Linked DNA regions of Sus scrofa: region 1 is linked to region 2. Evidence: chromatin contacts called from public HiChIP or PLAC-seq data. All regions are on one chromosome and are shown on one strand. The core of a region is the stretch at or near the end of the contact, and the rest is flanking DNA. Distances in the headings are between cores, read along the strand shown. Region 1 overlaps PHF20 (PHD finger protein 20). Region 2 overlaps CEP250 (centrosome-associated protein CEP250).

Region 1 (5,280 bases), core at 661-3,160, 310 kb after region 2:
TTCATGAAACTGCAGTTCTACAGTGCAAGGCTGCTTCTCTGGAGCAGGGTTTTCCTTAAACAACAGGAGTTGTCAGGGCCGGGTGCTTGCTGGCGGGCATGTGTGTACATGCGTCTGATATGGTATAGTAGGTGTGGATTGTCTGTACTTTCTGGAGCCTGATGGTGTCTTGAGAGCCCTGATGGAAGCTAAGCTCTGTCCCAGTCCCTGCTGGGTGATTACAGGCAGGTCACTCTCCTTGGTATGGACCCACTTGAGCAGTTAGTTAGAAGTGGAAGAAGGAATTGGAATAAATGAGCATTTTTGGAAATTGTTGGCCTCAGAAGCTTATCATGTAAAATTGCTAAGAGGAAATTAGTTAAAGGGAGATTCGCCTGCAACTGTGTGCTTATTCATCCCTCTGTCCACCCCCTGAGGCACATCTATGGGAAGAAACTTCAGGACTTGGAGATATTATGTTTGAAAACTCCTATCTATAGTATTATTGAATTTTCTGACTCTTGGAGAATGAGTGGGATAGAAAAAGGGCCCTAAAGTCACAATTTTGTAGATTTCAAGAGCAGCAGAAATCTGTCCTTTCCAGTCACCTTTGTTCCTCTTTCCTTGTTCCTAGGGAAGAAGAGCTTGCTACATCCCTTCTGCTTTTTGTTCTTACATCCCTTCTGCTATTACTGCTATTACTGACCTCTGTAACGTTGTCTGATACACTGAGTTCTTAACGCCAAGAAGCTCAAGGCTAGGAAGCTTCATTTCATCTGGTACTACTTCTTTTTTTTTTTTTTTTTTTTAGGGCCATACCCACAGCATATGGAGGGTCCCAGGCTAGGGGTCTAATCGGAGCTGTTGCTGCTGGCTTGCGCCAGAGCCACAGCAACACCAGATCACAGCCGCATCTGCGACCTACACCACAGCTCACACAGCAACGCCAGATCCTTAACCCACTGAGTGAAGCCAGGGATCGAACCTGCAACCTCATGGTTCCTAGTTGGATTCATTTCTGCTGTGCCACGATGGGAACTCCCCAAGATAGGAACTTCTTAAGGGAACCTGATGCAGGTGGCATTTGTGTCGTGAATGCTCTTTTTTTAAATTTTGTCATTTATATGTTTTTTGTTAGATGATGTTGTGGCGAAGGGGGACCTCTGTTGCCAGGCTCCCATGGGAGGATTCTGTGGCCATTAGATTGGGGGCCTCTCTCCAGAAGTGAGGCTGGGCCACTGTTGTCCATGGTCATTTTGTTCCCTCTGATTTTTGAAGCCCATGTTAGGCTGTGTGCATGATTAAGGGAGAAGGTTTCAAGATGATCCCTTGTAGTTCTTTTGAAGTAGAAAAGGGTCAGAGCTGGGATATTGTTATCTAAGGATAGTGGTGCTTGCACACTTTTGGCTGTAGATTGGTTCATTTTAGAGTGGCCAGTGGTACTTGGGTCTGGTTTAGAATTTAGGCCGAGAGACTCTGGGACTAGACAGTGTGGGTGATGGGAGAAGAATTAATCAGAGGTCTGCAGATAGGCTTGGGTTTTGCTTCTAGCCCTGTGTTAGACTAACATGGCGCTTGGCGCACATCCCTTCATCTAAGGACTCCATTCTGAGCCTGCCGTCAGGAGTAAGCTTTCAAAATTGACCTGGAAAATGTTGGACTTTTGGTTAATATTATTTATGTTGTCCTTCTGGATATTTGAAATGTCTGTAAAAATGGACAAATTGATGTACCTGATGCTGAACTTTGTTGACAAAATAGTGGAAACAAGGCTTGGGTGGCTGGTTGGCACACTTAAGTTTTCTCGAGAATTGGATTCTTAAAGTCCCCAACCCAAACCTGTCCTCAGACTGGCCAGAGCTTTGCTATGGTTGCATGAAAAGGGTTTGTTTAGAGTTCCACAGCATTGCCTATTATTGCTTCTTTGCTTGCCAACACCCTCACAATAGAAGCAGGAAAACAGGAACTCAGGCCTTTGTTGTAAGTAGTCATCAGTTATTGCCTCATGTGGAATCTTTTATCATAGCTTTCATCTCATTGCTTGTTTTAACCAATTATATTTATATAAATACGTATATATACACACCTATATAAAGCCAGCTATATATCCTTGTATCTGTTTTGTTTGCTAGCCATTTCTTTCTGTGTTGGTGACACTTGTGACAAATAATCGCTTTTTATTTTGTAATTACTAGGAGTAAAATCAGTAGGTAATTAGTAATTGTTTATGACAATAGTTCTCAGACTTCAGTGTGCACCAGAGTCACCTGAAGAACTTATTAAAACATACATTTCTGGAGTTCCCGTCATGGTGCAGTGGAAACAAATCCGACTAGGAACCATGAGGTTGCGGGTTCGATCCCTGGCCTCACTCAGTGGGTTAAGGATCCGGCGTTGCCATGAACTATGGTGTAGGTTGCAGATGTGGCTCGGAACTGGTGTTGCTGTGGCTGTGGCATAGGCCGGCAGCTGTAGCTCTGATTAGACCCCTAGCCTGGGAACCTCCGTGTGCCTCAGGTGCAGCACTAAAAAAGACAAAAAAAAAAAAAAACCAAAAAAAACCCCCACAACAACATGCATTTCTGTTTCACACTCCCAGAGTTTGTATTTTGAACTCCCTGGAGTTCCCATTGTAGCTCAGCAGGTTAGGAACCCAACATAGTGTCTGTCAGGATGTTGATTTGATCTCTGGGTGAAGGATCTGGTGTTGCTGCATGCTGCACGTAGGTTGTAGATGCGGCCCAGATTCCGTGTTGCTGTGGCAGTGGTGGAGGCCTCAGCTGCAGCTGTTTTGACCTCAAGCCTAGGAACTTCCATATGCCATGGGTGCGGCCCTAAAAAGACAAAAAAAAAAGGGCAAAGCTTGACAGTGTGTGTTTGGATGCAACTAATGAGAACTTTTGTAGCTGGATTCCTTGTTTGGGAGGATAAGATTATTTGGATTTCCAGCTTTAATATTTTAGTAGAGAGTGACTTTTTGTAGGACTATATTTTATTTTTTATTTTAATTTTTTTGCTTTTTAGGGCCACACCCGCAGCACATGGAGCTTCCCAGGCCAGGATTGAATCAGAGTTGCAATTGCCGGCCTACACCACAGCCAGAGCAACGCACTATCCAAGCCTCGTCTGTGACCTACACTGAAACTCACGGCACCTCTGGATCCTTAACCCACTGAGTGAGGCCAGGGATCGAACTGTGTCTTCATTGATATTAGTCAGGTTCATTAACTGCTGAGCCATGACAGGAGCTCCCAGACTATATATTTTTTAATGGAATAAAACTAGTAAAATTGACAGTGTAGCAGACACCTTTTACTACTTTGGCCTAGTCTCTGTTTTTAAATATTGTAACATGCAGGTAATTCATACGGATTTTTGAGATTAATCTGACCTCTAAAAACATAATACCTTTAGATAGTCATGTTTCTTTTGAAGCTTTTAAAGATATTACTATCCCTGAGCCCAGAAAAAATAAAGATTAATTGATAAACATTAATAATTCACCAAGCAAATAAATCAATCTGCATTTTCTTTAGCATCCTTTTTTTGTTTTGTTTCATTTTGTTTTGTGTGAGTTCCTGGGCCAGGGATCAAACCCACACCACAGCAGCAACCTAAATTGCTGCAGTGATAACATGGGATCCTTAACCTGGTGTGTCACTTTTTTTTTTTTAATGAAGTATATTTGATGTACAATATTATATAAGTTTCAAGTGTATAATATAGTGATTCAGAATTTTTAAAAGTTATACTCCATTTATTGGTTTTATAAATATTGTCTGTATTCCCTGTATTGTATAGTATATCCTTGTAGTTTATTTTACACATAGTTATTTGTATCTCTTGGTTCCCTACGCCTGTATTGCCTCTCCCTCTTTCCCTCTCCCCACCAATAAACCACTAGTTTGTTCTCTATATCTGTGAATGCTTCTCTTTTGTCATATTCACTAGTTTGTTTTTTTTTAAATTCCACATATAAGTGAGATCATATAGTATTTGTCTCTCTCTGACTTATTTTACATAATGGTCTCCAAGTCCATCTATGTTGTTGCAAATGGCAAGATTTCATTCTTTTTTTATGGCTTTGTGGTATTCCATAATGTGTCTGTAGATATAGACACAGACGTAGATAGAGATAGAGATACAGCACCTCTTTATCGAGTCGTCTGCTGGTGTTCACTTTAGGTTGCTTCCATATCTTGGCTATTGTAAATAGTGCTGCTATGAACATGGGGGTGCAGGTATCTTTTTGAATTAGTGTTTTTGTTCTTTTCAGACATGTACCAAGGAGTGGAATTGTTGCGTCATATGATAGTTCTATTTCTAGTTTTTTGAGAAACTTTCCAAAGTGGCTGTACCAATTTACATTTCACCAACTGTTTAACACCTTAATTTCTCTTTTTGATAGTTCATTGTTGGTGTTTTCTTACATTCTTAATTATTTTACTGCTCTTTTTTCTTTGTCTAAAATCAGTGTAATTTTATTTTATTTTTTTGTCTTTTTGCCATTTCTAGGGCCGCTTCTGCGGCATATGGAGATTCACAGGGTAGGGGTCGAATCGGAGCCATAGCCACCGGCCTACGCCAGAGCCATAGCAACACAGGATCTGAGCCGTGTCTGCAATCTACACCACAGTTCATGGCAACGCCGGATCCTTAACCCACTGAGCAAGGCCAGAAATCGAACCCGAAACCTCATGGTTCCTAGTCGGATTCATTAACCACTGAGCCACTATGGGAATTCCTAAAATCAGTGTAAATTTAATTTTTACGAAGCGTCATGAAAATGAGTTTTTTTTTTTTTTTTTTGGTAGGGCCGTACCCATGGCATATGGAGGTTCCCAGGCTAGGGGTCGAATCGAAGCTACAGCTGCCGGCCTACACCACAGCCACAGCAACGCCAGATCCAAGCCACATCTGCGACCAACATCATAGCTCACGGCAATGCCAAATCTTTAACCCACTGATCAAGGCCAGGAATCAAGCCTGCAACCTCATGGTTCCTAGTCAGATTCATTTCTGTTGCACCACTATGGGAACTCCCCAGAAGTGATTTTTTTCTGATGGATTTTGGTCTGTATAGATAAAAAGATTTGTAAAGAGAAAAAGAGAAAAAGCAGGGATACTATTATCTTGGACATATGTAAGATTGAATGTGATTCTTAAACTTTTTTTTTTTGCTTTTTAGGGTCATACCTGCGCCATGTGGAAGTTCCCAGGCTAGGGGTTGAATCAGAGCTGCAGCTGCTGGCCTACGCCACAGCCACAGCCACATTGGATCCAAGCCATGTCTGCGACCTT
Region 2 (5,089 bases), core at 2,358-4,857:
TGTGCTTTGTGTATCTGTGATTTGACTGTTGTTATAAGGCAGACTTGTTGGCAAGATGATAGCCAGAAATTTGCTTGTTTTTAGAATTATGTGTCTAGATACGGTAGGTATTTGAAAATATTTATTGAATGACCAGTGTCCAGAGGCAGTTCGGTTTCTCAGCAAAAAATCAGGCATACCACCCACTGAAAACCTTACAGGTAAAAGAAGGCATAAAACTTGTGAGTGATGACTTACACCTGACGTGGCCTTGATTTCCGTGGAAGGACTGACCATCTCATGGCTACACCTGCATAGGAGGTCCTCTTCCATCTTTCTTTTCTTCTTATTCATAGAATCCCCTTGGCTTCTGATTGACTTTGTGATCCCTCTACTGATTGAGAGGGTTGATTGCCCTCATAACTCTTGAGAGTCTCTTTTTTGGTTTTTTGTTGACTGCACTCTCGGCATGTGAAAGTTCCTGGGCCAGGGATCAAATCCATGCCACCACAGCAGCCCAAGGCACTGCAGTGACAATATCAGATCCTTAACCCACTGAACCACAAGAGAACTCCAAGAGTCTGTTAGTTTTAATGATGACTTCCTTCTCCTGGAATCTTAACAATTAGAAAAACTCTTAGGGGTTATATATTCTCCATGCCTGAATCTGCTTTCATAGTAGTGATAGTGGATACTTATTGGGTACTTCCCATGCCAGCTGCCATATTGAATGCCATTCACATTATTTAAATAGTCTACACAAGCACCTACTGAGGAAACTGAGACTTAGAGAAGGCACTCAGGGTTACCTCGCTAATAAGTGGTACAGCAGAGATTAACCATTTCTCAGCATCTCTGCTCTGTCCACTCGACAACATCCCTTCTGAGGGTTGCTTGGCTTCTGTTGTATTCCATGAATAGCTGCCCATTTCTTTTTAGATAGATCTAGCTATTAGAAAATTATTCCTTGCAGAGTTCCTACTGAGGCTCAACAGATTAAGATACCGACTAGTATCCATGAGGATACAAGTTTGATCCCTGGCCTCGCTCATTAGGTTAAGGATCTGGCATTGCTGTGAGCTGTGGTGTAGGTCACAGATGTGGCTTGGATCTGATGTGGCTCAGATCTGGTGTGGCTGTGGCGTAGGCCAGCAGCCACAGCTCCGATTTGACCCCCTAGCCTGAGAACTTCCATATGCCGCAGGTGCGGACCTAAAAAGACAAAAAAAAAAAGAAAGAAAGAAAGAAAGAAAAGAAGGAAACAAATTATTCCTTATGTTGAGCCAAAATCTATTACCTGAACAAAATCAGTCTTATATTTGCTTGAAATTTGCTTTTTATTTTTTTGGACTAATATACTTTATTCTGATATCTTCTCTAATCTTAGGAGGAAGCATTTTTTTCCCCATGCTTTCAAGTTCCTCCCTCAGCATGGCTGTTTTCCTCTAGACATGTTGCACATCACACATGAACCAGAGTGCAGAGTATTCTGATCCACTCTAACCAGCAACACTTGACTGTTACTTCCTGGGCATCACAGAGTTAGCTCTTCTGGTAGCTATGACACACCGCTAACTCATGAGCAAATAAATCAGTTTTGGGTTTTTTTTGTTTTTTTTTTTTCTTTTTTGGCCACCCCAAGGCATATGGAGTTCCCGGATCAGGGATCAGATCTGTGCCAAAATTTCAGCCTAAATCGCAGCTGCGGCAATGAAGGATTCTTAACCCATTGTGCCCGGCAGGGGATCGAACCTGCATCCCAGAGCTCCAGAGACTACCAATCCTGTTGTGCCACAGTGGGAACTCCATAAGTCAAGTTTTTTGTAAAAGTACTTACTACTATTAAAATTCATCTTTCTGGGGTTTCTGGCACCATGGGATCAGCAATATCTCTGGAGCCCTGGGATGTAGGTTTGATCCCCCACCTGGCACAGTGGGTTAAGGATCCTGCATTACCACAGCTGTGGCATAGGTCACAACTGTGGCTCAGATATGATCCCTGGCCTGGCAACTCCGTATGCAAAAAAAAAAAAGGAAAGAAAATTCATCTTTCCCATATTCTTACAGTTGGCCTCTTGAACCAGAGTGTGCCATTTGATAGTCATAGCTGTTCTGTAACTGTGGTGTTATAAATTGATGTTCTTAAGCATCTTAAGAGTCCAGTAGCTGAAGTGTGATTCATTCGAGCAATGTTGAGTACTTACTGTATGTCAGGCACAGTGCTGGGTGTTGAGGATATAGCTGAGAGTGAAGTCCATGTAGTTCTCCTAATGGAGCTTAAAATCTTGGGGGAGCATAGGTATTAAATGAGTGAGTAAGGGATTATGGAAGTTCTATGAAGAAAAAGTGCTGGGTGTTAGAAGAATAACAAGGGGGACCGTTTTGAGTATATGGCCTAGGAAGGTGTCCCTGAAGAAGTGTTATTTAAGCTGTGAATGGCCATGGGGTGGGAAGAGTGGTCCAGGTAGAAGGAAAGCATGAGTAAAGGCCTTAAGGAGTGGAGATGTGTGGTGTTTTCAAGGACCTGAAAGGAGGCCCATGCAGCCAGAGTGTAGCAAGTGAGGGGAGAGTGCACAAGGCGGTGTTGGAAAGGGGCTAAGCACCAGAGGCATTCCCACTCCTGGGTGGGTAACTGCAGACTTACATACATTTTAAAGGAAAGGTAACATCCATAGCTGTTAGCTGCTGAGCACTTTCTGTGTGCTAAGCACCACCTTAAGTGCTTTACGTGGCTTGCCTCACTCCTCAAAGCAACCATAGGCATATACTCTTGTTATCTCCATTTTTTGTCTTTTTAAGGCCACACCCATGGCATATGGATATTCCCAGGCTAGGGATCAAATTGGAGCTACAGCTGCCGGCCTACCCACAGCCACGGCAAGATGCAAGATCCAGGCTGCACCTGTGACCTATACCACAGCCACAGCAATGCCGGATCCTTAACCCACTGAGCAAGGCCCGGGATGGAACCCAAATCCACATGGATACTAGTCGGGTTCGTTACCACTGAGCCACAGTGGGAACTCCACTAGTCAGGTTTTTAACCCACTGAGCCGCAACGGGAACTCCTCATCCCCATTTTTATAGATGAGGAAACTGAGGCACAGAGATGCAATAGAAATTACCTGAGGTCACACTAGTAGTGTTGGGTTAAAGACTGTAACCCAGGCAGCCCAGCTCCAGAGCCCTTCCCACCATCCTGACATCCTGATGGCCAGGCTGGGTTGGTCTGGGAGATCAGGGAAGCTTTGGTCACTGGTGGATCTCTAGGAGGACCAGGATGCCCCATCCTAAAGCTCTTATTTGTGTTGGAGACATCCTAGCTAGGAGCGGCATGGCTTTTTGGGAGGCTAACCCTGCCATCCTGACCAGGAGGGGGCAGCAGACGGCGAGCCTGCCACCTCAGTGCACTTTTACAACCAACCATGACGCAGTTGCTTTAGAATAACAGATATTTGTAGCTCTTATTAAGGACAGTTGCACTTTAGAGAACACTTTTATGTGTATTATATCATTTGATCTTTTATAAATCTCATTTGATTCTCATAGAATTTGGTAAGGTAGGCAAGGCAAGGATTAGCCTCACCTCACAGGTGAGGAAACAGGCATAGGGAGCAAGGGACCAAGGTCACACAGCAGGAGAGCTGTCGACTTCTTACTCTAGCCCAGTTCTTCTGCCTCCTCTCCTTGCTCATGTGGGCCCCGTGGTGTTTACTTTATGTGCCCAGGAGAAAGAGCGTGCCTGGCACCAGCAGGAACTGGATAAGGCTCTGAAGAGCCTTGAGAGGGAGAAAACGGAGCTGGAAATGAGGCTGAGGGAGCAGCAGGCAGAAACAGAGGCCATGCGGACGCAGAGGGAAGAAGAACGGGCTGAGGCTGAGAGCACCCTGCGCCAGGTGGGAAGCTGGGAGGACTGGCTGTGCTGCCACCCTGTGATATCCTTCCTACCTTTGGCCACTTCCTTTTCCACTCCCAAGAGAGGTGCTGCAGGGCCTTCCAAGAGAGAACATAGCTCCCACTCTGCGGCCCATGAGCAGGTGATCGGTACTGTTAGCTGCAGGGCCTCAGTATATCGTATTTCCTGAGGGCGGGCTGACTTTTACCACATCCTGTCAGCTTGCAAACCAGTGGCAGTCTTCACACTTCCTGGTTCTCAACCAGTGGGTCCAGATCTTCCTTTGCCCTCTGCCCCTACCCCGTTTGCCAGAGGAACCCTAGAGCAGCTGGTGTGTCCTTGTGGCCTAGGGAGTGAGCATGGTGACCCCTGACCCAACAAGCCCTTGCTCTCCTGGCCCTCCCCAGATGCAGCTCGAAACAGAGAAGGAGAGAATGTCCCTCCTGGAGACACTGCTGCAGACCCAGAAGGAGCTGGCAGATGCCAGCCAACAACTGGAGCGGCTGAGGCAGGACATGAAGGTTCAGAAGTTAAAGGAGCAGGTATGGAGGATGGTCCTGGGCAGGGAAGAAAAGGGAACATCGATTTACTCATTCAATACTGACCTGCTCTTTGGCACTTCTTTTTTTTTTTTTTTTTTTGCCTTTTCTAGGGCCGCTGCTGTGGCATATGGAGGCTCCCAGGCTAGGGGTATAGTCAGAGCTGTAGCCGCTGGCCTATGCCACAGCCACAGCAACGCGGGATCCGAGCCGAGTCTGCAACCTACACCACAGCTCACGGCAGCGCCGGATCGTTAACCCACTGAGCAAGGCCAGGGATCGAACCCGCAACCTCATAGTTCCTAGTCTGATTCATTAACCTCTGCGCCACAATAGGAACTCCATCTTTGGCACTTCTTTGCACCAGACCCTGTGCAAGGTGCTAACACTTGACCAACAGAAAGGTGTGGCACTGTGGTGAACGCAGTAGGCATGGGCCCTGCCCTCTGGGACCTTATGTTTTAGTGCCAGAGCAGACACAAAACAAGTGAGATAATTATAGGTTGTGATAAGGGCTGTAAAGGAAATGAATAGGATGATATAATTGGGAGTGATTTAAAGGAGGCCACTTTGGACAAGGTGGTCAGGGAGGGCCTCAGTAAGAAAGTGACCTTTTTTTCTTTTTTGCTTTTTTAGGGCTGCACCCATGCGTATGGAGGTTCACAGGCTAGGGGTC

Evidence for each region. HiChIP or PLAC-seq counts read pairs in DNA pulled down with a chosen protein or histone mark.
Region 1: a contact with region 2 is called in an H3K27ac HiChIP or PLAC-seq map of alveolar macrophages. The contact joins two enhancer-like sites. A contact is called at or near these places in 2 of 2 datasets of contacts at active chromatin or transcription factors (alveolar macrophages and skeletal muscle).

Annotation. Positions count from the first base shown.
Region 1 is chr17:39,152,316-39,157,595 of Sscrofa11.1, forward strand. The region is part of intron 4 of PHF20 (PHD finger protein 20); the gene reads left to right. Among named protein-coding and RNA genes, the nearest start is that of PHF20, 62 kb to the left of the region's middle. Within about 2 kb of position 1,911, at least 1 of the 83 cell types and tissues checked has an H3K27ac peak or open chromatin away from gene starts, as enhancers often do. A contact at or near this core is called in alveolar macrophages, where this site is marked.
Region 2 is chr17:38,840,729-38,845,817 of Sscrofa11.1, forward strand. It overlaps CEP250 (centrosome-associated protein CEP250), which reads left to right. Exons shown (of 34, transcript XM_013985307.2): 20 at 3,708-3,875; 21 at 4,282-4,416. Among named protein-coding and RNA genes, the nearest start is that of CEP250, 34 kb to the left of the region's middle. Within about 2 kb of position 3,608, at least 26 of the 83 cell types and tissues checked have an H3K27ac peak or open chromatin away from gene starts, as enhancers often do. A contact at or near this core is called in alveolar macrophages, where this site is marked.